2 separate regions of the Mus musculus genome follow, and region 1 is linked to region 2. A link is a contact called in public Hi-C data. All regions are on one chromosome and are shown on one strand. Each heading gives the region's core, a stretch centred on a gene start, on an enhancer-like site or on the middle of the called end of the contact. The rest is flanking DNA. Distances are from core to core; before and after follow the strand shown. Region 1 has its middle 63 kb from the start of Gm23056. Region 2 has its middle 24 kb from the start of Gm41950.

What was found. A called contact is a pair of places that touch in the nucleus more often than the background predicts.
Region 1: a Hi-C map of the N1E-115 cell line shows a contact between it and region 2, with 11 times the contacts expected there. The contact joins two enhancer-like sites. A contact is called at or near these places in 1 of 15 datasets of contacts at CTCF or cohesin (stem cell-derived epiblast-like cells), 16 of 484 Hi-C or Micro-C datasets (the AtT-20 cell line, CD4 T cells, CD8 T cells and 9 more) and 7 of 115 datasets of contacts at active chromatin or transcription factors (the 230-238 cell line, CD8 T cells, bone marrow-derived macrophages and 4 more).

The regions. Positions count from the first base shown.
Region 1 is chr1:128,819,966-128,825,689 of GRCm38.p6, reverse strand. No RefSeq gene overlaps it. Among named protein-coding and RNA genes, the nearest start is that of Gm23056, 63 kb to the left of the region's middle. Within about 2 kb of position 1,264, at least 64 of the 459 cell types and tissues checked have an H3K27ac peak or open chromatin away from gene starts, as enhancers often do. A contact at or near this core is called in the N1E-115 cell line, where this site is marked.
Region 2 is chr1:128,563,829-128,569,553 of GRCm38.p6, reverse strand. No RefSeq gene overlaps it. Among named protein-coding and RNA genes, the nearest start is that of Gm41950, 24 kb to the right of the region's middle. Within about 2 kb of position 2,108, at least 11 of the 459 cell types and tissues checked have an H3K27ac peak or open chromatin away from gene starts, as enhancers often do. A contact at or near this core is called in the N1E-115 cell line, where this site is marked.

The DNA.
Region 1 (5,724 bases), core at 15-2,514, 260 kb before region 2:
CCTTTCTCTGAGCATCTCCCTTCTCTACACGACTGGAAGCAATGGCTTGCTTGTAGCATCCGCCTAATAAAGGTATGCTGTTTGTTGGGTAAATAGCACAGGGAAAGGGCCCTGAAGAGGAAGGAGGGTTGTGGAGAACCAAATGCACCCTGGAGACCATCTACTTCCCGTTTGCCCAGAGTCGGACCCTGGGGCCCAGAGCCGACTCCTTTCCCCAGCACAGTGCTGTAAGCTGAGTGTTCATCTGGAGCAGCTAAGACTCCGACCGATTTCTGGGCTTCTTCCCAAGAGTTTCCCATCCAGCCGGGACCAAGAGGCTGCGAGTTCTTAACAAGTCACAGGCAATATCAATGCTGCTAGTGCAGGAGTCACACTTAGCAAGCCCACACCCAGGGACTGGGGGTGACTCAGTCAGTAAAGTGCTTGACTTAACTCTTAGGATCTGAATTTAATTCCCAGAAACATTTTAAAAAGAAAAGAAAAGTCAGACACAGTGGCATGCATCTGTACTCCCAGCCCTGAGGAAGTGGGAACAGAGGGATGCCTGCGACTTACTGGCCAGTCACTCCTGTCTGAGTCATCTCCAGACCAAGGAGAGCCCAACAACGGAGATAAGAGTGTGTGTGTGTGTGTGTGTGTGTGTACACATGCATGTGTGTGCCACTGTTTTAAAGGACCCAAGATTCCAGCACCCATAAAGGGCAGCTCACAACTACCTGTAGCTCCAGCTCCAGGGATCCTGACATTCTCTTTTGTCACTCATCTGCACACACTCAAGCAGATGCACACACATATACATAATTAAAAATAAAACAAATCTTTCAAATAAAAGGGTTTTTTAAAAGAAAGAAAGAAAGAAAGAAAGAAAGAAAGAAAGAAAGAAAGAAAGAAAGAAAGAAAGGAAGGAAGGAAGGAAGGAAGATCAAAGAAAACCAGTGCTGGGCAGGTGAGACTCCGCCCCCACTGCAAGCCTCTGTCTTACCTTGCATAGTATTAAAACTTTTGCTTTAAACCTCTCAAAACTTGGCTCAAACCATTGCCCAAAGGCGGGTCCAAAAATAACTACAACCAGAACGAGAATGACTTCTCCTCCTTCAAGGCATAGGGAGGTCGCTACCCTGGCATTGTGGCAGTTACTTTGAAGAATCAGAGAGCAGAAATGGAAGGTGCATCTAGCCTGTCAGAAGACTCTGCCGAGGGAGCAGGTAGAATTGGATCCTTTCTGGCAGGTTGTTCCACAGACATCATTAGCTACAGAGGTTGCCCGGCCACTAGATGGCAGTCCTCAATTGACGTTCGAGTAACTTGGGTCGTTGGCCTCTAAACCCACTGATATCCACAAGGACAATAAAAAGCAGATGATGAATTTGATGGACTAAAATAGGCTAGCTTCTCTCCCGGGAAACTTGGCATTAAACAAATTCATTTAGCAAATGCAGAGCCTAGAACAATGACCCAAAACGGGGCTGCAAGCATTCCTTTTGGTCTCTAAAGGCAGGACCAAAGTTCCCACACTTAAGTTAGGAAGCACGGAGCCAACTGGTCGTATGGGAAACAATGCAGCGGAAAAGTAAATCTGTGGACCCCCAAAACATGAGGATAAGACATCTGGCTGTTATAATGCAAGTGATAGTAACCTGAAATGAGATATTATTAAAAGATGTATTGAAGTTTTCGAGCCAGGCATGGGGACACATTCAAGAGGCTAAGGCAGAGGGACTGTGCATTTGACACCAGCACAGACTGCAGACTGAGAATCTGTCAGAGAAAGAGGGATGGGGAAGGAGAAAGAAAGAGGACTAAAATCCACAGGAGAGGAGAAACTTAAACAAGTGGAAAATTGTTTCAATATATATTTTCTGATGGCCAGCCCAAACATGGCACACTATAAATAACAGGCAGTGTTTTCCATGTCAAAGTGGAGACTCACAGCTTGTGGGCTGGAAAACTAATGAGCTATAAGCATGTATGAAATGAGGGAGCTGTCAGCATGTCCAGAGTGGGTGACGGCCACAGGGAGCAAAACCATCCAGAAAGCACAATTGCCACCCCCTCTGCTCAAACTGCCACCTCAGCCGTCTCTCACGGGAGCTGCGTGTGGACGCACTTGGGCTTCCTGTCCCGAGGCTTCAGAAAGTTAGGCATAATCCCAATAAAAATGTAGGAGGTTTTTTGGTGCTGGGATTCTCTGGATAATTGCTTTCATTTTCACTGGCCATGTTGCAGAACCCCTGAATGTTATATGGGCCTTTCCTTTATCTCGTTGACGACATCTGCTGTTTGCAGACTCCACTAATCACTGGAATCACCCAAGAGCTCTTCCCCAAACCCAAACCACCCCAACCTATTGCTGCAAATCTTATGAAGTAGCAGTGGCATGAGAAAGCTGTGCTGGTTTCTAACATACGCACACCATAGGTTGTGTACGCTGTGTGCATAACTCTTATGCTCTATTATTGATGGCATAATAACAAGAAAAAAGCCCGTGTGGGTTCCATACGAAGGTGTGCTTGTGTACGTGTGTGTGTTCATGTATGTGTAGGCTTGTGTACATGTGTATGTTCATGTATGTGTAGGCTTGTGTACGTGTGTGTGTCCATGTATGTGTAGGCACATTGTACATGAATAAACATAAATCTGGAGGCCGAAGGACAACCTCCACTGTCATCTCTTAGAAGCCACCCACCTTAATGTTCCTGAGGATCTCTTGTGGAACCTGCTAAATAGGGTAGACCAGCTGGCTAAGGGAACCCCCAAGAAGCTTCCTGTCTCCACTTCCCTAGCACTGAGTTTACAAGCATACACTACCATGCTTTAATTTTAACACAGGTTCTGAGTATTGAACTTGTGTTCTCATGCTTGTAAGGCAAGCACATTACCAATGGAGCCATCACCCAAGACCTCAAACACCATTTAAAAAAAAGAAAAGAAATTAGTCCAAGTTAGGTTAAATCTACAAGTCCAGCACCTGCCTAGACAGTGGACCACTGGTGTGGAGGTGAATACTTTGAAAATGGGACCCCTCAGATCCTAGAGCGTTTTCTCTCCCGCTCCTAATGCCCTGTGGAACATGAAGGGAGAGAACCATGTATTTTTTTTCCAGGATCTGCCTACAAGAGAGACAGAGAGAGACTTACCCAGAATATAAGAGACTCACAGGGGGAGAGGGGAGATTCAGTCAGCCTATTCTGATGGGCTATGGAATTTTCTCTTTCTCCAGATCTTGCAGACTGGTTTACTGAAGTGTGCAAGATACTTTGGGGCATGCAGGATACACACACACACACACACAAATGTGAGTCTCTTCTCACAATTTCTCCTCCAGTCGGTTAGACCCCTTCAGAAGCCTTGAAATATATCCCAGCACCCTGGCAAAGTCCTACAGAAAGGAAACGGGTAAAGAAACAAAGACATATGAGGAAAGGGTCAAGTTGCCAGAACTCTTTGAAAGCAAGAATCAAAGGCTCTGGGTGGAGTTAATGGTCCCTGCGAGGCACTGGGGGCCATCGGAGCAGAGCCCAGAGGCAGCTGGTGGGGACCGCAAAGAGCCCTCGACTGCACTCACACCCACACTGAACATCTGCTCACACCCATGGAAGTGTAGGAAGCTTTTGTTCTTATGAACTGAAGGAGAGGGCCAGCATTTGTTTAGAGTGGGACTGGGAAAAAGAGTAGATTTCACCTCATCTCAAATCCACATGGAGGCTTTGATTCTCTACCTGTAAGGTAAAGATCAGTACACAAGCATTTGATGTTAGAGAGATGGGTGGTTAAGAGTACTTGCTGCACTTCCAGAGGACCAGAGTTTGGTACCCAGCACCTCCGGGCACATAGCTCACAACTTCCCAACTCCAGGGGCTCTGATGCCCTCTTCTGGCCTTTAACAGTACTCACATAAAAAATAAATATAAAATCCTTCAAAGCAGCTCATTTGCCATGTCCATCTGTGTAGTCCTTGTTGGGCTCATGTCTGAGCAGTCATGTTCATGGACTCATGGTGAGACTTCTGGGGCAAAGCTCACAAGGCCTCAACCTTACACAAAGAACTGCAGGCAACGGAGAAAAGCTGGGAGCAGGAGAAATAGCCTTCACCAGGGAAGAGCTCACCAGTTGGCCATCTAATACCAAGCAGTCATCCATAAAGACATACACACAGATAACATTGTACAGATGCACAGGTTATATATACAGGAATATAAATATATTCATGTAACAGACAATTAATTTTAAAAAGAGGCCATGAATTTGAAAGAGAGCAAGGAAGGGTATATGGGAGAACTTGGAGAGAGGAGAAAGGTTGTGATTGTGCTATAATCTCAATAAATAAATAAATAAATAAATAAATAAATAAATAAATAAATAAATAAATAAATGGATGGTCATTTGGGCACCTAATTTTCATGAGAAGTTTTACAAAATTAGAACAGCTCCTAGGTACAGGTGGCACAAAGTTGTCTTGTCTTAGAGTCCCAAGAAGTCCCGTGAGCGGCATGACAGAACATTTACTACAGAGTAGATTATATGCTGCAGTGGGAGATGGTAGAATTTGTACAGCCTATTGCTTCTGGGTCTGATGATGACACTGCTGAAGGTCAGTGAGAACAGCAGTCTGGAAGCAAGGTTGGATACAGACAAGAGAAGGAACAGAGGTATAATGGTGAAGCTGGAACCCGAGTAGATCAGTGGAGTACATCTGCTGAGGTTTCCAGGTTCCTGTCTCTCAGAACATCCAATTGGACCAGGAGCACATGAGTAGTGCTAGAAGCGCCAGCAGTTTTTTAGTAAAGAAAAAAAGGACACTTCAGCAAGTGTAAGGGCTAGTGAGCTGGAAAGACAGAGGAGCAAAAGTCCCATGCCTCCTGAGTTCTGGAACTTTGTAGGTAGTTTAGATACTTTGCTTTTAATTACATGTCAGTGTGTGTGTGTGTATGTAGGTATGTGCACATGAGTGCAGGTACCCAAGAAGGCCACAAGAGGGCATCTGTTCCCCTGCAGCAGTTATAAGCTACCCAATGTGAGTGCAAGATCAGTACATGCTCTTAATAATTTAGTTAACTCTCTAACCCTTTACAGGTTTTTAACAAACCACTGGAGTCCACAGACTCTCTCTCCACCTCTACTTCTGTGTGATCTGTTTTATCACACATAGCCCTGCTGGGAGAGGCCTCCAGTTTTCTTTCGTATCTTCATATCTTAATCCTGATGGCTCCTTTTCCGTGCCCTTCTCTCCTGCCACAAAGTCAGACCTCCGTCCATCTCTCAGCACTTCTGCCTTCATCCCCTGGCTGTCCTGCAGGATGTACCCACTTCTTTCCCATAGAGCCCTACACAGACCTAGCCCAGGACTTAAAGATGCAGGAGGTCTCATGGAGGAGCCGTGTCATTCAAATGGCAGATCTGTCATGAATGCAGACCAGCCAGTGGTGCTCACACCCATCGCCAGAGTGAGAAGCATGTTGGCATCTTTCAGGTCTCTTGAAAAAAGCCGCTTGTGAAGGAAGGTTAACTTTGACCTAGTATGAATAGGGAATTCTGTCAAAGATTATTCTCTTTAACTACCATGACAGTGCAGGTCCATTTCAAGAAAGTGTCCCTGCTTTGAGAGGAGCTTAATGGCTTAGCCACACCAAATATTTTATTGATCTTAGTTTGAACTTTGGAATTCTCCCAGTGGGCACTTTAAACAGGGCAGTCACTGGAGCTTCCTGGGTGATAAATGCTAAG
Region 2 (5,725 bases), core at 859-3,358:
CCTCCCAATGCTCAGATTGCAAACATGTGTCATCTCACCAAGTTTTATGAAGTGCTGGGAGTCAAAACCAGAGCTTCATGCAATCCATTCTGCTAAGTACTATATTAAATGGTCCCCAAGAAACTAGTTCAAGGAAAGCAGAAATATTCATGTGTATATATATATATATATATATATATATATATATATATATATATATATGCCATATGTTAAAAGCCCAGGGCTGATACGATTGTTTTGCCACCAAAGTGCAAAGTTCTAAGGACTGGGTACATAGCTCAGTGCTTGTCTAGCTTGCCCAAGGCTTTGGGTTTCATCCTCAGTAACACACACACACACACACACACACACACAGAGAGAGAGAGAGAGAGAGAGAGAGAGAGAGAGAGAGAGAGAGAGAGAGAGTTTCCAAAACACAATATTTTTACATAGAAAGGAGAATAAAAATTTAGGGTCACCACCTCAAACTTATCAAGATACCTCTTGTTAACACCTCTTTAGTCAAGAGGAAGGCCACATGACCCAACATAAATGAAGCAGAGAACTGAAATAAAGACTTTGGATAAACAGCCAAACATGCCTAGCTAAACTTTAATAACAGAATATTAGAAAGACTCTTGCTTGTTGAATGTCACATTGGGGAGTGCTTGGTGCAAACAGAGAGATAAGTAGAAGAAAAGAATCTCTCTGGAAAATCCACCACAACAGGTGATTCTAGGTTGTGGCAAGTTAGCAGGTAAAATTAGCCATCCGGGGCTGGAGAGATGGCTCAGCAGTCAAGTGTACTTGCTATCTTGCAGAAGACTAGGGTTTGGTTTTCAACACCTACACAGTGGTTCAACTATATAACTTCCATTCCAAAGGACATGATGTTTTCTTCTTTATTTTTAAGCCAGGTGCTGGTAGCACATACCCCTTTAGTTGCAGCACTCAGGAGGTAGAGGCAGGCAGATCTCTGTGAGTGCAAAGCCAGACCTGGTTTACAGAGTGAGTTGCAGGACAGTCAGGACTACAGAGAAACCCTATCTCAGAGAGAGACAGACAGACAGAGACAGAGACACAGAGAGAGACAGAGAAAGACAGAGAGAGAGGAGAGAGTTGTGTACATGAGTGTTTTGCCTGCATAAATCTATGTGTGCAGAGTCCAAAGAAGCCAGAAGAGTCGAATCCTCTAGAGCTGGAGCTGCAGACAGCTGTGGGCCACCATTCCAATGCTGAGAATCTGAAAGAGCAGCCAGTGCACTTCACCACCGAGCCATCTCTCCAGTCCCTGGTGTCTTCTTCTGACCTTCACCAGTACCAAGCAAGCAAATGGTAGACACACACTCATGAACGAAGAACCTCACATACATTTTTTTAAAAGTATAAAAATAAAAACTAGCCATTGCGACATTTATTACTGCTGTGTGATTATTGTTATGTTAAAACATCTGTTCTTTCTTTGTCTAACCCAGCCCTCCCCTCCCCCTCTTTCATCATTCTCCCTGGTTACTCCTCATCCCCTGACTACCCACAAGTGGCTAGTGTGCACACACTAATGAGGTACTTGGGCACTGAAGGATCTTAATCCCAAATCACAAAGACCCTACATAGGACCTCAGCTGCCATCCATAAATTTTTATTTAAAAGCAGATAAAGGTGGAATTAGTCCAGCACAGAGCCAATGCAGAGAATCGGGTGAGGAGAGATTATGAAGTGTCAATTTAAAATCCTTGTGTGTGTCCCTGCCCTTCCCGAGCTCATAACTTCTGCTTAATAGGTTATGTCACCGCTAATGCAGCTTCCTCCTATGAACCGCTCCATACATCCCCCTCAAAAGCAGTTACCACAGATGATGAAGGAAAAGAGACATTCAAGCCCCCCCCCCTTCCATAATTGAAATGGCTAATTCAGCCGCCGAAGCAGTTCCTACACAGATGCTCAGATTTGGTCCTGAGTCTGGAAATCTGCAGTGAATGAATTGACTGGGGATGTCGAACAAAGAAGAGCATCATTATCTATGATCAGGAAAAAGTATCCTAATGAGTGTTAATATCCCCCTGCTGAGCCTCCTGTCATCCGCCACATGATGCTTTATCATCAGGTTTTGTGGGGTGTGATCTTCCAGCTCCACACCAGCAAGGCTTTGAGCCCAGACAGACAGGAGCAGATGTGAGCTGAGGCTGGTGTACTGTCCAGAGCAGAAGAGCTAGCTACAAGATGCCGCCCACGCCTATAAGGATTTTCTAGACTGAGACCTTCATAAAAGAATTGCCTCAATGGGGCTAAGGAGACAGTGGTCAGTAAAGTGCAGGTTGTGCAAGCATGAGCTCTTGAGTTACAGCCCCGGATTAAGAAGTCAGGTGTGGGTTTGGAGAGACAGCTCAGTGGCTAAGAGCATGTACTGCTCTAGCTGAGAACTGGAGTTTAGTTCCCAGCACGCAGGTTAAGCAGCTCAAAACCATCTGTTATCCCGGCTCCAGGAGATCCAACTCCCTCTTCTGGCCTCTGAGGGTACCTGTAGCGGTGTGCATAAGCCCGCATGTAGACACACATATACATAAAATCTTTTTTAAAATACAAATAAACCTTTTAAAAACACAAAGTAGGAGTGTTGGCACACATTTGTAATGCCAATGCTGGTGAGGTAGAGACAGGTGGAGCCTGGGGCTCACTGGCCAGCCAGCCTAGCTGAATTGGTAACTCCAGGCTAATGAGAGATTCTGTCTCAAAAATCAAGGTGGATGGTACCCAAGACACCAGCCTTTAGGTTGTCCTCTGGCTTTAAGGTACACACAAGTGTTCCTCAACACACACACTGCACTCAATTTGTAAGACCATTAAAAACAAGTATTAATTGACTAAACTCATGAGGATGTGGAAATTGACTTGGGTGGTGACTCGTGTGTTCTGGCTTGCCTGCAGGAGAATCTGAGTTCCACAGAAACGCATGAAGGTTTGATATTTCTCAGTGATAAATGTAGAGTCCAGAGCAGACCGGGCACAAGTCAGCTTAATAAATGTGCTTCAGTGAACACCCTGACAGGAAGAGGTGCAGGTGGGGCCTCCCTGGATTCTTTTCTTTTCACCTCCCCTCCCCCTCCCCTAAAGTCAATGCCCTGATAGACTGATTTGAAAGGCAAAGAAATAGCCTTACAAACAGTAAGGAAGAAATCCTAGCGAGCATGCCATACGTGGAAAGGTGGAGGGGAAAGAGAGATAACAGTAAACTGGTGAAATTTGACAGACCCAGCTGAAACCCTCCACATGAGGTGTTTCTGGATGTTGGGCACCTTGCCAGCCACATTTGGCTTGTGACAGTCAGGCCTGAGGGGACGCCAGGTGGGCAGTTATCTGGGAGTGTCAATATTTTTGTTCTCCCCTGCCTTGTCTTTATACTTCTACTTCCCAAGTGCATGGACTATAGGCACACACCACCACACCCACTTTACATCGTGCTAGGGTTGAATCCAGGGCTTCGTACATGCTAGGCAAACACTATACCAACTAGACTACGTCCTGGTCCCTGGCAGGGTGGGGAGGGGGGGATGTATAATCTAAGTAGCAAAGAGGAAGGTTCTTTCCACCCCATCACCTCTTTCCTGAAATAAAAACACCTATCTTAATCTGTGACAATGCTACAATTCCAGTAGAAAGTTCTCTGTTCCTTTAACTCCCATGTTTCTTTCAGCCTTAAACAATAGCAATAGAAACAAAGTGTCCAAAAGCTCTCCAGGAAAGCCTAGGCCATCTCCTGCTTCCACTGACCTTAGATAATGGAGTTCCTGACCAAAGGCAAAAGAAACCTAACATTTGTTTGCCGGTTTTCTAATAAAACTCCAGACTAAGTCTAAATATGAAATAAGAAAACATTGTTCAAAATGATAGCAACTGGAGAGACAGCTTGGACAGTAAAGTTCTGGTCTTGCTAACAATGAGGACCTGGGTTTTATTCTCACAACTCACATAAAGAAGAAAGCCTTGAACATGGTTGCCCATGTTCATAATCCCATCAGTAGAGAGACAGACAGGGGGTCCCTGGGACTCACTGACCAACCTCCCTATCTTATTTGTTGAGTTCCAAGTCAGTGAGAGACTGTCTCAAAACACAAGATGAGCTGGTGAGGAGAGTAACACTGAAGGTTGACCTCTGATCTCCACACGTATGTTCACATACACATGCACCTGAAACACACACACACACACCTGAATTCTTATATCACACACATGCGCCTGCATATGCACTACACACTCCTGCACATACACACAAACTCACACATACACACATATGCACCTGAATGCATACACCACACACATGCACCTACTCACACACACTCACTCACACACACACACATATGCACCTGAATTCATATACCACATACATGCACCTGCACATACACACAGGCACACACACATGCACCTGAATTCATACACCACACACATGCACCTACACACACACACACACACACACACACACACACATACGCACTCACACATACACACACATGCACCTGAAATCATATATTACACACACACACACCAGCACACAAACACACTAAAAGTGAAGCTGTGCTATAAAATGTTCCTGATATATCTTGTTCCTTACAAAGCCTAGAGAATAGCTTAGCAATGGTAACTTGTGAGACACTCCATTATAAAATGGTGTTTTTCTATTTTAGTGAGTCAGTAGAAATCTGATTTTTAAAGTACAGAGCTTGCTTTTACTACTCTGTGTGTAATTCTCTGTCCATTTAGAACTGATATTTAAAAAAAACAAGGAAGAAAGAAAGAAAGGAAGAAAGAAAGAAAGAAAGAAAGAAAGAAAGAAAGAAAGAAAGAAAGAAAGAAAGAAAGAAAGAAAGAGAGAGAGAGAGAGAGAGAGAGAAAGAGAGAAAGTAAGTTAGGGGTGAATACCAAAAGGCCAAGATAAATGCTTGCATTAGAGGAGGAAAAAGAAGAGAAAGAAATCTAAGAAACAAAGCTTGCCCACCATTACTGTTGGTTTTGATGATGATATTAATATTATAAATAGTGGTTGCTTTGTTTGAAACAGCCCTTCTACATAGCCCAGGCTAGCCCCAAACTCACTAAATAGCCCAGGATAGCCTCAGATTCCTGGCAATCCTCCTGACTCAATCTTTGCACGCTGCAATTATAAGCAAGCACAAACAGGTTCCGTTAACTGGTAGTTTTTAATGGAGGAAACTCAAAAAAAGCTTGACCACATAAATGTAGAAAATTACAAATTATTACAGAATGGGGATTGGGGCTAAATATTGAGGCAGAAGAAATGAAAGCAGATTAGAGAGATGGCTCAGTAGGTAGAGTTTGTCCTGGAGGATCTAATGACCTGTGTGTCAAATTGACACACGATACAGTCATTTGGGAGGAACATCAAATGAAAGACTGTTCCCACCAGATTGTCCTGTGGGCAAGCTTGTGGTGCGTTCTTCACTGATGATTGATATGGGAGGCCCTACCCCATGTGGGCAGTGCCAGCCCTGGGTAGGTGGTTCTGGGTTGTGTAAGAAAGTAGGCTGAGCAAGCCACAAGGAACAAGCCAGTAAACAGCATTTTTCCATCACATCTATTTCAGTTCCTGCCTCCAGGTTCCTGCCTTGACATCTCTCAGTGATGGAGTGTGACCCGAGAGTTCTAAGCTGAAATAAAGCCTTTCCTTGTCAAGTTGCTTTTGGTTGTGGTATTTTAACTCGGCAATAGAAACCCTAAGACAGCATGCAGTAGA